3 separate regions of the Sus scrofa genome follow, and all the other regions are linked to region 1. A link is a contact called in public HiChIP or PLAC-seq data. All regions are on one chromosome and are shown on one strand. The core of a region is the stretch at or near the end of the contact, and the rest is flanking DNA. Distances in the headings are between cores, read along the strand shown.

Region 1 (3,580 bases), core at 388-2,887:
AGAAGAGAGGAAGTACAATGTGTGAAGGTCAGTGTAGTTTCAGCCACTCCAGAGAGGGGAAGAGGGCCTGAGAGAAGTCTGGAGATGTGGGAAGGGCAAAAGTGAGACAGATATTTGGTCTTTATCTTTCTTTTTTTTTCTTTTTACGGCTGCACTGCATTCTGAAGTTCCCAGGCTAGGGGTCAAATTGGAGCTGCAGCTGCCGGCCTGTATCACAGCCACAGCAACACCAGATAGCCACATATGCGACCTACATCACAGCTTGCAGCAATGCTAGATCCTTAACCCACTGAGCAAGGTAAGGAGTTGAACCCACATCCTTATGAATGCTATGTAGAGTTCTCAGCCCTCTGAGCCACAATGGGAACTACTATTCAGCCTTTATCTTTTGGAAGTTCCCAGGCCAGGGATCGCACCCACACCACAGCAGCAACCCAAGCCACTGCAGTGACAACGCTGGATCCTTAACCTGCTGCGCCACAAAAGAACTCCCATTTGGCCTTTATCTTAAGAGCAGTGTGGAGCCATCACATAGTTTTTTTTTTTTTTTTTTTTTTTTTGCTTTTGCTTTTTTTAGGGCCACACTTGCAGCATAGGGAAGTTCCCAAGCTAGGGGTCGAACCAGAGCTACAGATGCCAGCCTAAGCCACAGCTATAGCAATGCAGGATCCTTAACACACGGAAGGAGGCCAGGGATGGAATCTGCATCATCATGGAGCCTAGTTGGGTTCCTTAACCGCTGAGCCATGAAGGGAACTCCCCATCAAACAGTTTTAAATACAGGAGAGGCATGATCAGATTTCTTAGAAACATTACTCTAACAGGAGGGTGGAAAAGAGATCGAAGGGGAGCTAAGGAGAACATGAAAAGGCCTTAGATGGCTACTTCACCAGTCCGGGCACACACAGAGTGTGTGCTCAATAAATATTTGTGGAATGAAAGGATTCTTTTTCTTAGATAAGACTAGTGTGCCTGAGCTGTGCAATCTAATATGATGCTTGTAACAGACCTTTAATTTCCATTTTATAGATGAGAAAGCTGAGTTCAGAGGCAGAGAAAATCACATAGCTATCGAGTGAAAGCCAGATCCGAATGCAGGCCTATGACAGACATCAGTGCTGGGTAGGCCTTCCTACAGTTGTGGAGAGGGGAGGGGGCCACACTCCCTTGTACCTTCAGAGCTTGGTAGGGCAACTGTGATGGGAGAAAGTAGAGAGGGACTTACAAGCAAATAATAAAGGCTAAAGTTTATCATCATTAACGTTATTACATACTATGTGTCAGGCACTGTGTCAAGCGCTTTCCATGCCTTCCTTCATTTCCTCTTTGCAAACACTATTATTATCTGTATATTTCATGTGCATAGATCGAGGCTTATGGAGAGTTGACCTGCCCAAGGACATTCAGCCAGAGGGCTCTTATAGGATTGTGCAGTGACTGCAAAGTGGAGGCAGAAGCCACTGACGACACTACCTCGTCGAGATACAAAACCAGCAGATCGCCACACTAAGCTCTATACCGAAGTGAGCGGGCGCGCGCTACCTCGCGCACTCGGAGACGTTTGGTCACGTGGCCAATTCCCCGCCCCTAGTCCGCCCCGCCCTCTCCCGCGCTCCCTCCCTCTCTCCCTCCCTCCCCCTCCCTCCCCGGCCCGGTCCGGCCCATCCCCCTCCCCGCCGGCTCCCTGAGGCCCAGCCGGGTCGGGCTGCGGGCGGCCGGGAGCCGACGGCCAGATAGACCCGCGCAGGCGAGGACGGACGGACGGACACACGGAGGGCCGCGGGCATCCACGGCCCGGGCCGGTGCTCCGAGGCCCGCCCGGGAGGGCTGGGGCCGCGCTCAGGTGAGGTGACGGCGACGCGGGCCCGTAAGGGGTGGGCCCGCCGGGCGTCCCTGGTGCTGGCCCGGTTAGCTTCGTGGGAAGGAGGCGCCGCCCGGGCCCGGCGCGGGAAAATGGCGCCGGCCGACCGTGGAGCACGGCCCCTGTGCGGGCCCGGCCCGGAGCCGCCCCGCCTGCCTGCCCGCCGCGCTCGTGTCCCCGTCGCCATGTTGGGGAGCGGGCCCCGGGCCTACGGGCGGGGGCGCTGGAGGGAGCGGGGGGCTTGGGCGGGATGGGGAGGGTGCAGGACAAGGTGTCTGGGGCGCTCAGGGAGTGCTGAGCCGGCCAGGGTCTGCACCGGGTGGCGCTCCAGGCCCGAAGAACTGGCGGGAGCCGGACGTGGGGTCGTGGTCGGGGTCGCGGAGAAGGGACGTTGGGTCCAAACGGAGCTGGGGTCTGGATCACTGGGGCTAGGAGAGCAGGATCTGGAGCTGGTTTAGGCAGTGTTCATGATCCCAGGCAGGTAGGGCGCGGAGGGGCGTGGGATCTGAGCTCAGGCTGTCAGGGCTGGGACAGTTCTTTGGGGTTGTGATTAGAAATGGGGGCCCTTTAGGTACAGACGCTGGTATCAGATTGGGGGCAGTCTTCGGAGTCTCAGGGCAAGTCCGTATAACTCCCAGGGGGCTGAGGACATATTTGCCCTCAGGATCCTCCACTCCTCATTGGGAAGAGGAACAGAATAAAGTAAGGCTTTGATGAGGAAAAGAGAAAAGGGGGACTGAGGTTTGGATGCAGGAGCTGGCCAGCAAGAGATGCGGAATGAAAGTGGTTGGCCAGAAGAGTCTCCATCAACTTTGGGAGTTTGTGTGTGTCTTTAAAAGGAGGGACCAGGCTGTTTGTGGGCGGTGACCCAAGGTGTCTTCCCAGGAAGGGAACAGCCCACTGTTTTAAGAGCAGGGTCACCTGGGGAGGTCATCCGAAAGGTGTTAGTGAAGCCAGTAGGAATGGTGCAGAGGAATGAATGTATAGTTCTTAGATCATGTAAGGATTTCAGATCATGTAGTGATTTTAGCTGAGACAGAAAGGAAAACATGACTTCTAAAGATCTAAGCAGTTAATGGCAGAAGAGGTACTGGAACTTAGCCTGCTGCTGTCTCATTCAACACATTGTCTTAGAGGAATTTGCTAGCTGGGAGAAATTGTTAGGGAGTCAAGCATGGCAGCATATGTCAAAGAATCATTAAATAATTTATTTTGTTTTTGTAATGAGTTTGTCTAGTACAAAAACTGAAAGGGATACAGGAGCCCAGTGGGTTAAGAATCTGACCACAGCAGCTTGGGTCGCTGCAGAGGTGCTGGTTCCATCCCTGGCCTGCACGGTGGATTGACGGATCCAGCATTGCTGCAGCTGTGGCTCACATTCTGTCCCTGGCAAGGGAAATTCCATGTGCTGGGGATGGGGCCATAGGAAACAAAACAAAACAACACTGAATAGGATACAAAAAAAGTATAGGTAACCAGCTATTTGATGAGAGAAGTTTCATTTGTCCAGAGAATTTATCTTTAGGACCCTTTTGACATCTAACTTTCTAGAGGTTTAAGAGCTGCTCCGTCTCTTTTAGGTGTTTACTAAACAGCAAAGGGACACAAAAAGCTTAAGAAGGCAATAGTAAACGATGGTAGAGACCCAGGATCTCTATCATGACCAAACTGTAATTGAAGTTTAATCATGGTAGAGAAGAATTCACAGTCCCCATGGGC
Region 2 (3,580 bases), core at 516-3,015, 250 kb before region 1:
AGACAGCGAGTGTAAGGAATGCTAATTTTATATAGATATTAGGGAAGGTCTCTCCTTGAATAGAAAGAAACCTGCAGTATGGGAGGTAGCAAGCCATTCAGAGAGAGCTTCCGAGGGATGAGAACCTTCAGGCAGAGGGCATAGTAAGTTCTTCATACATTCTGGATATTGACTGTTTCTCAGAATATCACTTGCCTTGTATGGTTGTTTATAGTGTCTTGTACAGAAAGTTTTAACATTTTTAAGGACCAGACTTGTCAATCTTTTTCTATTCATGACTTCTGGATTTTATGATTGAGAAGAATTTTCTACCCCCAAATCATGAAAGTATTCCCACATATTCACTTCTACTATTTTTATACTTGGATTTTTAACATCTCATATAATTTGCATATCATAATTTTATGAGGTATAATTGACATATCATAAAATTCACTCATTTTGAGTGTACAATCCAATGATTTTTAGTCAAATAAGGGATGTATCACCATTACCACAAACCAGCTTTAGAACTATATTTTGATTTTGTTATATGTAACTTAATATGTCTGAGATTCATTTTAGCTTTTGCTGTAAAGTTTAAGACCTAAATTTTTTTTTCTTTCCCCATTGATTTGAAATGTCTCCCTTACCACATGCTAAAGTTCCAAGTATATCTGGATCTGGTCCCTGGTCTCCCTGTCTTGGGGTCACAAATAGGGTTTTACTTGGCCTATGGAGTTTTCAGAACTGGGTAATTTCACATCAAAACCCAGCTTTTTGGCTGTTCTGGAAAAACTAGACGATTCAGCAACAATCTGCAGGAGAGGGTAGAGATCACTCCTTTTGATGGGCCTGAGGATGGTGACCACAATCCCAGTGTGCCAGGAACAATCCCTATATATGCCTGCTGTCCTGTTGTAATTGTTAGCAGCATCCTTTCATTCTTAAATATGTTCTGATTTGAGCAATAAACTATGCGGCACAATCTCCACCATTCCTTATTGCATCACACCCAGCATTCCTCTTTCATTTATTTTACATGATCCCCTCCCAGGAAGAAAAAAGGAGAGGAGAGGACGAGATCCTGCCACAGAAATTTGCCAAAAAAAATGATTACGTTGGTTCGGAGTAGAGAGAACATACCGTCCTGTGTGGAGAAATTACGACGTTTCCTCTGACAGAGAATATGATGTCACAATTTACCAATCCTTTCCCCTTCCATTATTTCATTTAACTTCACGACAATCTAGTTACACATCTTACCCAGTTTGTTACTGTGTATTTGCATATGGATTTGCTGACCTCCCCTGTAACTTGCATTTGAAAACAGGGACTTTGTTCTGCTCAGCACTGTTTTCCCAAGGACTGTTCGGTACTGATAGAGCGGGCCCCAAGGAACTATTTACTGGCTGAACAGACTCCCAGGAACTATCGACTGAATGAACTAACAAGAAACTGAGGCTCAGGTCCGTGGCGAGTCAAGGGTAGAGAAAGAGGCAAGCAGGAATCACATCAGGCGGCCAGATTCCTGGTCTGGAACCCAGGATCTTCTAGCTAGTTGGCTATAACCTCCCCAAATAGGCAAGAAATGGGAGAGTGCGCACGCAGAGACTTGTCTTCGACGTCAGAGGACCTCGCCAAAATGCTGGGCCAGAGAAACAAGTGGCGCAGGGGACGCCAGGCTCTCTCGCACCTGCCCGCCTCAGATCAAGACTACAGTTCCCAGCAGCCCCCGCGGGGCTCACGGCTCTGCCACGCGGCTTGCGCCTCCGCCGTCAGCCCAGTGGGGGCGCTGCGGCGACCCCTCCGCCGCCCCGTAGAAATCTCCGCGGCCCCGGGGCCGCTTGCTTCCTGTTTGTCGGACGAGGAGACATGGCGGCGGCGCCGGCGGCTGCTGGATCTGGGGCCGGCCGGGCGCGACGGGCGGCGGCAACGGTGGCGGCTTGGGGCGGATGGGGCGGCCGGCCGCGGCCTGGTAACATTCTGTTGCAGCTGCGGCAGGGCCAGCTGACCGGCCGGGGCCTGGTCCGGGCGGTGCAGGTAGGAAGTCGGCCCGGAGGGGCGGGGCGGGGTGGACCGGGCGGGAGCTGGCCGAGGGCCGGCGAAGAGGCCTTTCCAGGCCGCCGCAGTACGGGCCCGACCCCTCTTGGCCGGCCGTTGGGCCTTTCTGTGGGCTCTCCGGACGCTGTCAGCCGCGGCAGGACAGTGAGTGGGCAGTGGCAGGCTAGAGGACCTGTGTTAGGGGCTGAGCAAGGCTGAGCTGCATCAGGCATTGATGGCGTGTACGAGTCCGGGGCCCAGCTCCTGGATCCTCCCTTCCTTGCGCCACGTCTGCACGTCTGGAGGACCCTGAGCGAGTTTGCTTTAGCCTCTATGGTCCTTGAGTTTCTCCCCCATGAATTGGGCGGTGGGTCATCACTGCAGCTCCTAAAAGGATCTCAGCTCCTAAAAGGTTCTCTCCTAAAATGTCATTCAGAGAGGCCTTTCCTTGACATAACCCCCCACCCCCACCCCAGAGTAGGTTCCCATTGTTATTCAGTTACAGACCTGAATTCGTTTTGTTCACATTACTTTCTCAGTCTGTAATTACATATTTCTTTGTTGTCTACTTTTTTTCTCGCCTGTATTCCACATTAAGCTGAGCTCCAGCGGGTGCAGGGACTGTATCTGTTTTGCCGGTGTAGAGCGTCATGGTTAAGAGCTAGGGCTGTAGAGTAAGGCCTGGATTCAGAATCCTGCTTTTTCTTGCTTGGTCAAATTACTTTTCTGTGCCTCAGTTTCCTTATTTGTAAAATGGAGATGATAATTAGTAAGCTACCTGTTAAGGTGTTGTGAAGATAAAAGACAATCGTGTAAAAGGTTAAATACATTTCTGGTGCATAATAAGAAACTGAAGGGTAATCAGTTAATATTAATGCTATACTTGGTATCTGGCTTATAATATGTGCTCAATATATGATTAGTCTGTCTGTCTTTCTTTCTTCCTTTCTTTCTTTTTCTTTTTTTTTTTGAGTGAATGAAGAACACTGCTTTAGGGTAAAGCAGGGTGAATTAAGACCTAGGCCGCTCGCCCTTTCCCCTCCCCCTTCACATTCCCAGAACTTAACATTGGAAACACACCTGTAAAACATTAGCTTAATTTAAGGACAGCTTTTGCATAAAGAAATTTTTGAAGTATATACAAGAAACTAACAAAGTGGTTGGTTCAGGAGTGGGGTGGGACTTGGGTGGATGGGGGAGGGAATGAGAGTGAGACTTTTCACAGTACAGCTTTGTATATTGACTTAATTTTGAACCATTTCAATATTAACTCATATGAATAAAAGGACCGAATAAAAGGTAAAAACCAGGTGGTCTGTGTTTGTATAAAGTTACACAGATGAAGAGCAGTTCTGGGTGAGCAGTATTTCCCTGGACATCAGTTAACCATAGATGAGCAACTTTTCCCTCTTTGTGTTTTTCTGTTTGCCTTAAGATCCTGGAAATACTTGCTTTATCCTTTAACCCAAAGACCCTTACTGAGTAGGTAGGAACAGGTGGAAAGGGAACTAACTCAGCTTTACTGAGCATATATATACCTTGGATCAAGCCTTGCCCA
Region 3 (3,580 bases), core at 272-2,771, 140 kb after region 1:
AGCCACAACGGGAACTCCCCACCAAATTATTTTTGATTATGCAACCTGTTTCATTTCCTTCACAGATCTTAAATTTCCTTATATTTATTTAATATTTTAATTACTATAGCTAACATTTAAGCATTCATCATAAGTATTTTTTATACATTAATGAAGTGGTGTGCTACTTATGCTTATTGATGGCTCTCCAAACTCCAAAACTCTGACACACTGTTTGCCAATTTCTGTGGTGTAAACATTCCCATTGATTGGGATTTCAAACTATCAAACTTAAGTCACTAAACATGATTTGGGAAGGCAAGGGCAGAAGTATACCATTATACAGTATTTGCCATAGTGATATAGCAGTGGTAAATAACCTCAAGAGCACAGATAAAACAAGAGTGTAGTAAAATACTTAGCAAGGGATGTTTTGAGTATTTATTACCTTGTTGTTTACACAACTTATTGAATTGTAGGTTTGTATAAGTTAATTTTTGATAATAGCTGAGTTTATTTTTATTTAATTTCAAAAAAGTATTATTAGGAGTACAGTTGATTTACAATGTTGTGTTAGTTTCAGGCATACAGCAAAGTGAATCATTTACACATATAAACACTTTCATTCTTAGATACTTTTTTTTTTTTTTTTAATTTTATGGCTGTACCCGAGGCATATGGAAGCTCCTGGGGAGGGGGATACTGAATCCCAGCCACAGCCGCGGCAATTCAGGATCCTTAATCCACTGAGCAGGGTTGGGGATGGAACCAGCAACACCACAAAGATAAGCCAGATCATTAATCAACTTCTCTTTAACCAACTTTGCCACAGCAGGAACTCCCTTTTTGGTTTATAAAGGAACCTCCATACTATTCTCCATAGTGGCTGTACTAATTTACAGTAATGTCTGTGTTTAAAAGCGGCTGGCAAAATTTCTAAGCATTCTTCAATGGTTTCTAGCTCACTCACAAGGAGCCAAAAACGAGTGCATTTTTAAGGTGAGGGACCTGAGGCACAGAAAAGTTCGGCAACTTGTTCAAGGCCGCAGAGCTAATAAATCTCTGTAATACTCCACAATGTATCCTCAGAACCCATATAGTTGACATTCTACAAATAAGTATGTAGTAAATCAACGAATACATATTTAATACTCTTTGAAAACATAAAAAAGGAAACATTTTAACACTAAAAACATACACACAAGAGTGAAATGAACGTTTCTTTAAAACTCGCTCAACAATTCCAGGATGGTAACTGTCTTCACGTGTCTCCTTTCAGCAGCACCTCAGTGCTATTACAATTCACCTGCTATAGTGGGAGACCTCGCCCAACCCTTTGCTATAAGCTTGAGGCGCCCCGCTTTCCGTCGCCACGCCCTACTTCGCCGCAAGGCCTCCTGGGAGTGGTAGTTCCCAGTTTGGGAGTTTCGTGGGCAGCCGCGAGGCGCGCTGACCCGCAGAACTACAGAGGGCGGTGCACAGACCGCGAGGCTCTTCCGCCTCGCCTTTCCCCTCCTGCCTGCGCGCCCGCCCCAGCTATCATGGCGGCTCCCTTGGCCTTGGTGCTGGTGGTGGCAGTGACTGTGCGGGCAGCCTTGTTTCGCTCCAGTCTGGCCGAGTTCATCTCGGAGCGGGTGGAGGTGGTGTCCCCACTGAGCTCTTGGAAGAGAGGTGAGGCCACCGGCTCGAGTAGGCGTCCAGGCCCCGCCTGTGCGCCTCTGGCCTCTGTGAATGGGAGGCGGGGGCAGTGGCCGCATGTTCAAGATTCTGAGGGAACTCACCAGTTATCGCGTCCTCGAGCGGGCGAGCGGGGCTGCTAAGGGCGGGGGGACGTTGGTTGGTGTGGTGAGGTTGGGGCCGTAGGGGCTGGTCACCTGCGAGATGTAGATATGAGGGGGTGTGTCCCCCTCGGGTCCTGAGCTGAGGGGCGTGGTCTGAGGAAAGATCTGCTTGAGGAAGGGTCGGGATGAGAAAAGGGCGTGCTAAGTGGAGTGAGTTTTGGCGCGAGATCGCTTGTGCGTGGGTGTGTGTGTGTGTGTGGGGGGGGTGCCCCTGAGGGGACCATTCCTGCATAAGCGAGGAGAGTGTGTGAGTGCCCTTATAAACCTTGTCTCAGCCTGGGACTTGCAGTGCAGCTTCTCCTACTATATCTTATTTCTTTTAAGTTCTTCATCAAACATTGTTTTATACTGGAGCCCACAGAGAGCCAGTTTGGACTAAAGAGTCCACAGGCACTCTAATAAGGCAGACAAACAGATATAGTCATTTATGAAAAGTGTACTTCCTGGAGTTCCCATTGTGGCTCAGTGGATAACAACCCAGGTAGTATCCATTAGGAGGGCTCAGGTTCAACACCTGGCCCTCTCTCAGCGGATTAAAGATCCCTCGTTGCTGTGAGGTGCATTGCAGATCGCAGATGTGGCTTGGATATATCTAGTGTTGTTGTGGCTGTGGTGTAGGCCCACAGCTGCAGCTCTGATTTGACCCCTAGCCTGGGAACTTCATATGCAGCAGGTGTGGCCCTAAAAAAAAAAAAAGAAAAAAGAAAGAAAAGTGTACTTCCTGTGTGCCTCCAGTTCCTTCCTTGGAGTTCTGACCCTGAAGAAAGTGTCCTCTCCTTTTCCAGTTTAAGGAATGTGGGATTTGAGCTAACTCTTGAAGGATGTAGAGTGTGAAAAGGGAGATTAGAGGAAGCGGAGTTTCAGGTAGAAGGTTGTCAGGATCAAGACATGTTGAAAGATGTGAAATGCCCAAAGTAGGGGAGTAATGAGGTGGGTGTAAGGTGAAGGCCAGAATTTGAAGATTTTTTTTTCAAAAAACTTTCTTACTGGAATTCCCTGGTGGCACAGCGGGTTAAGGATCTCCTGTTGTTACTGCTGTGGCTGCAGATTTGATCTCTTGCTGGGGAACTTCTGCGGAATGCTGTGGTCATGGACAAGAAAATAAATAAACTTTTCTTACTGAAGTACAATATACAGACAGTGCACATAATAATAAGTGTATAGCTTAAATAATTTACTATACTCATGTAGCCAGCTTGCAGTTCAAGAAACAGAACATTACCAGCAGCCCAGAAATCCCCTTCATGTCCTTGAACTTTTTTTTTGCTAGGTAAAATCTATTTATTTCTCTAGATGTATTTTCTTTTTTTTTTAGTTTGTATGATTTTTGTTTTTTTCATTATAGTTGATTTACAGTGTTCTGTCAATTTCTCCTGTACAGCAAAGTGAACCAGTCATACGTGTATTTATATATTCTTTTTCTCACATTATCCTCCATCATGTTCCATCACAAGGGACTAGATATAGTTTCCTCTGCTATCCAGCAGGATCTCATTGCTTATCCACTCCAAATGCAATAGTTTGCATCATGTCCTCAAACTTCAAATGCTAGAGTTTTTGATGTTATCCCATTGACATTTTGGAATGGGGAGTCGTGTAATGAATGGCTGTTTTATGAATAATTAGAGCTAACTTTTCTAAAAATACTTCCGGAGACTGGTAAGCCTCATTTTATTCTCCAGTTATTCTTGTATTAGATGGCATTATCTTCCTTATTTTACAGATGAAGAAACTGAGATTTGGTGAAGTTAAGTAGTTTG

What was found. HiChIP or PLAC-seq counts read pairs in DNA pulled down with a chosen protein or histone mark.
Region 2: a contact with region 1 is called in an H3K27ac HiChIP or PLAC-seq map of alveolar macrophages. The contact joins the promoter of TRPC4AP here to the promoter of NCOA6 in region 1. A contact is called at or near these places in 1 of 5 promoter capture datasets (liver), 2 of 47 Hi-C or Micro-C datasets (liver and skeletal muscle) and 2 of 2 datasets of contacts at active chromatin or transcription factors (alveolar macrophages and skeletal muscle).
Region 3: a contact with region 1 is called in an H3K27ac HiChIP or PLAC-seq map of alveolar macrophages. The contact joins the promoter of PIGU here to the promoter of NCOA6 in region 1. A contact is called at or near these places in 1 of 47 Hi-C or Micro-C datasets (liver) and 1 of 2 datasets of contacts at active chromatin or transcription factors (alveolar macrophages).

What each region holds. Positions count from the first base shown.
Region 1 is chr17:38,219,961-38,223,540 of Sscrofa11.1, reverse strand. NCOA6 (nuclear receptor coactivator 6) reads left to right here and starts at 1,637. Exons shown (of 16, transcript XM_021078293.1): 1 at 1,637-1,843.
Region 2 is chr17:38,466,475-38,470,054 of Sscrofa11.1, reverse strand. It overlaps TRPC4AP (short transient receptor potential channel 4-associated protein), which reads left to right and starts at 1,765. Exons shown (of 19, transcript XM_003359957.4): 1 at 1,765-2,022. The coding sequence starts at 1,855.
Region 3 is chr17:38,079,003-38,082,582 of Sscrofa11.1, reverse strand. PIGU (phosphatidylinositol glycan anchor biosynthesis class U) reads left to right here and starts at 1,521. Exons shown (of 12, transcript NM_001185136.1): 1 at 1,521-1,650. The coding sequence starts at 1,521.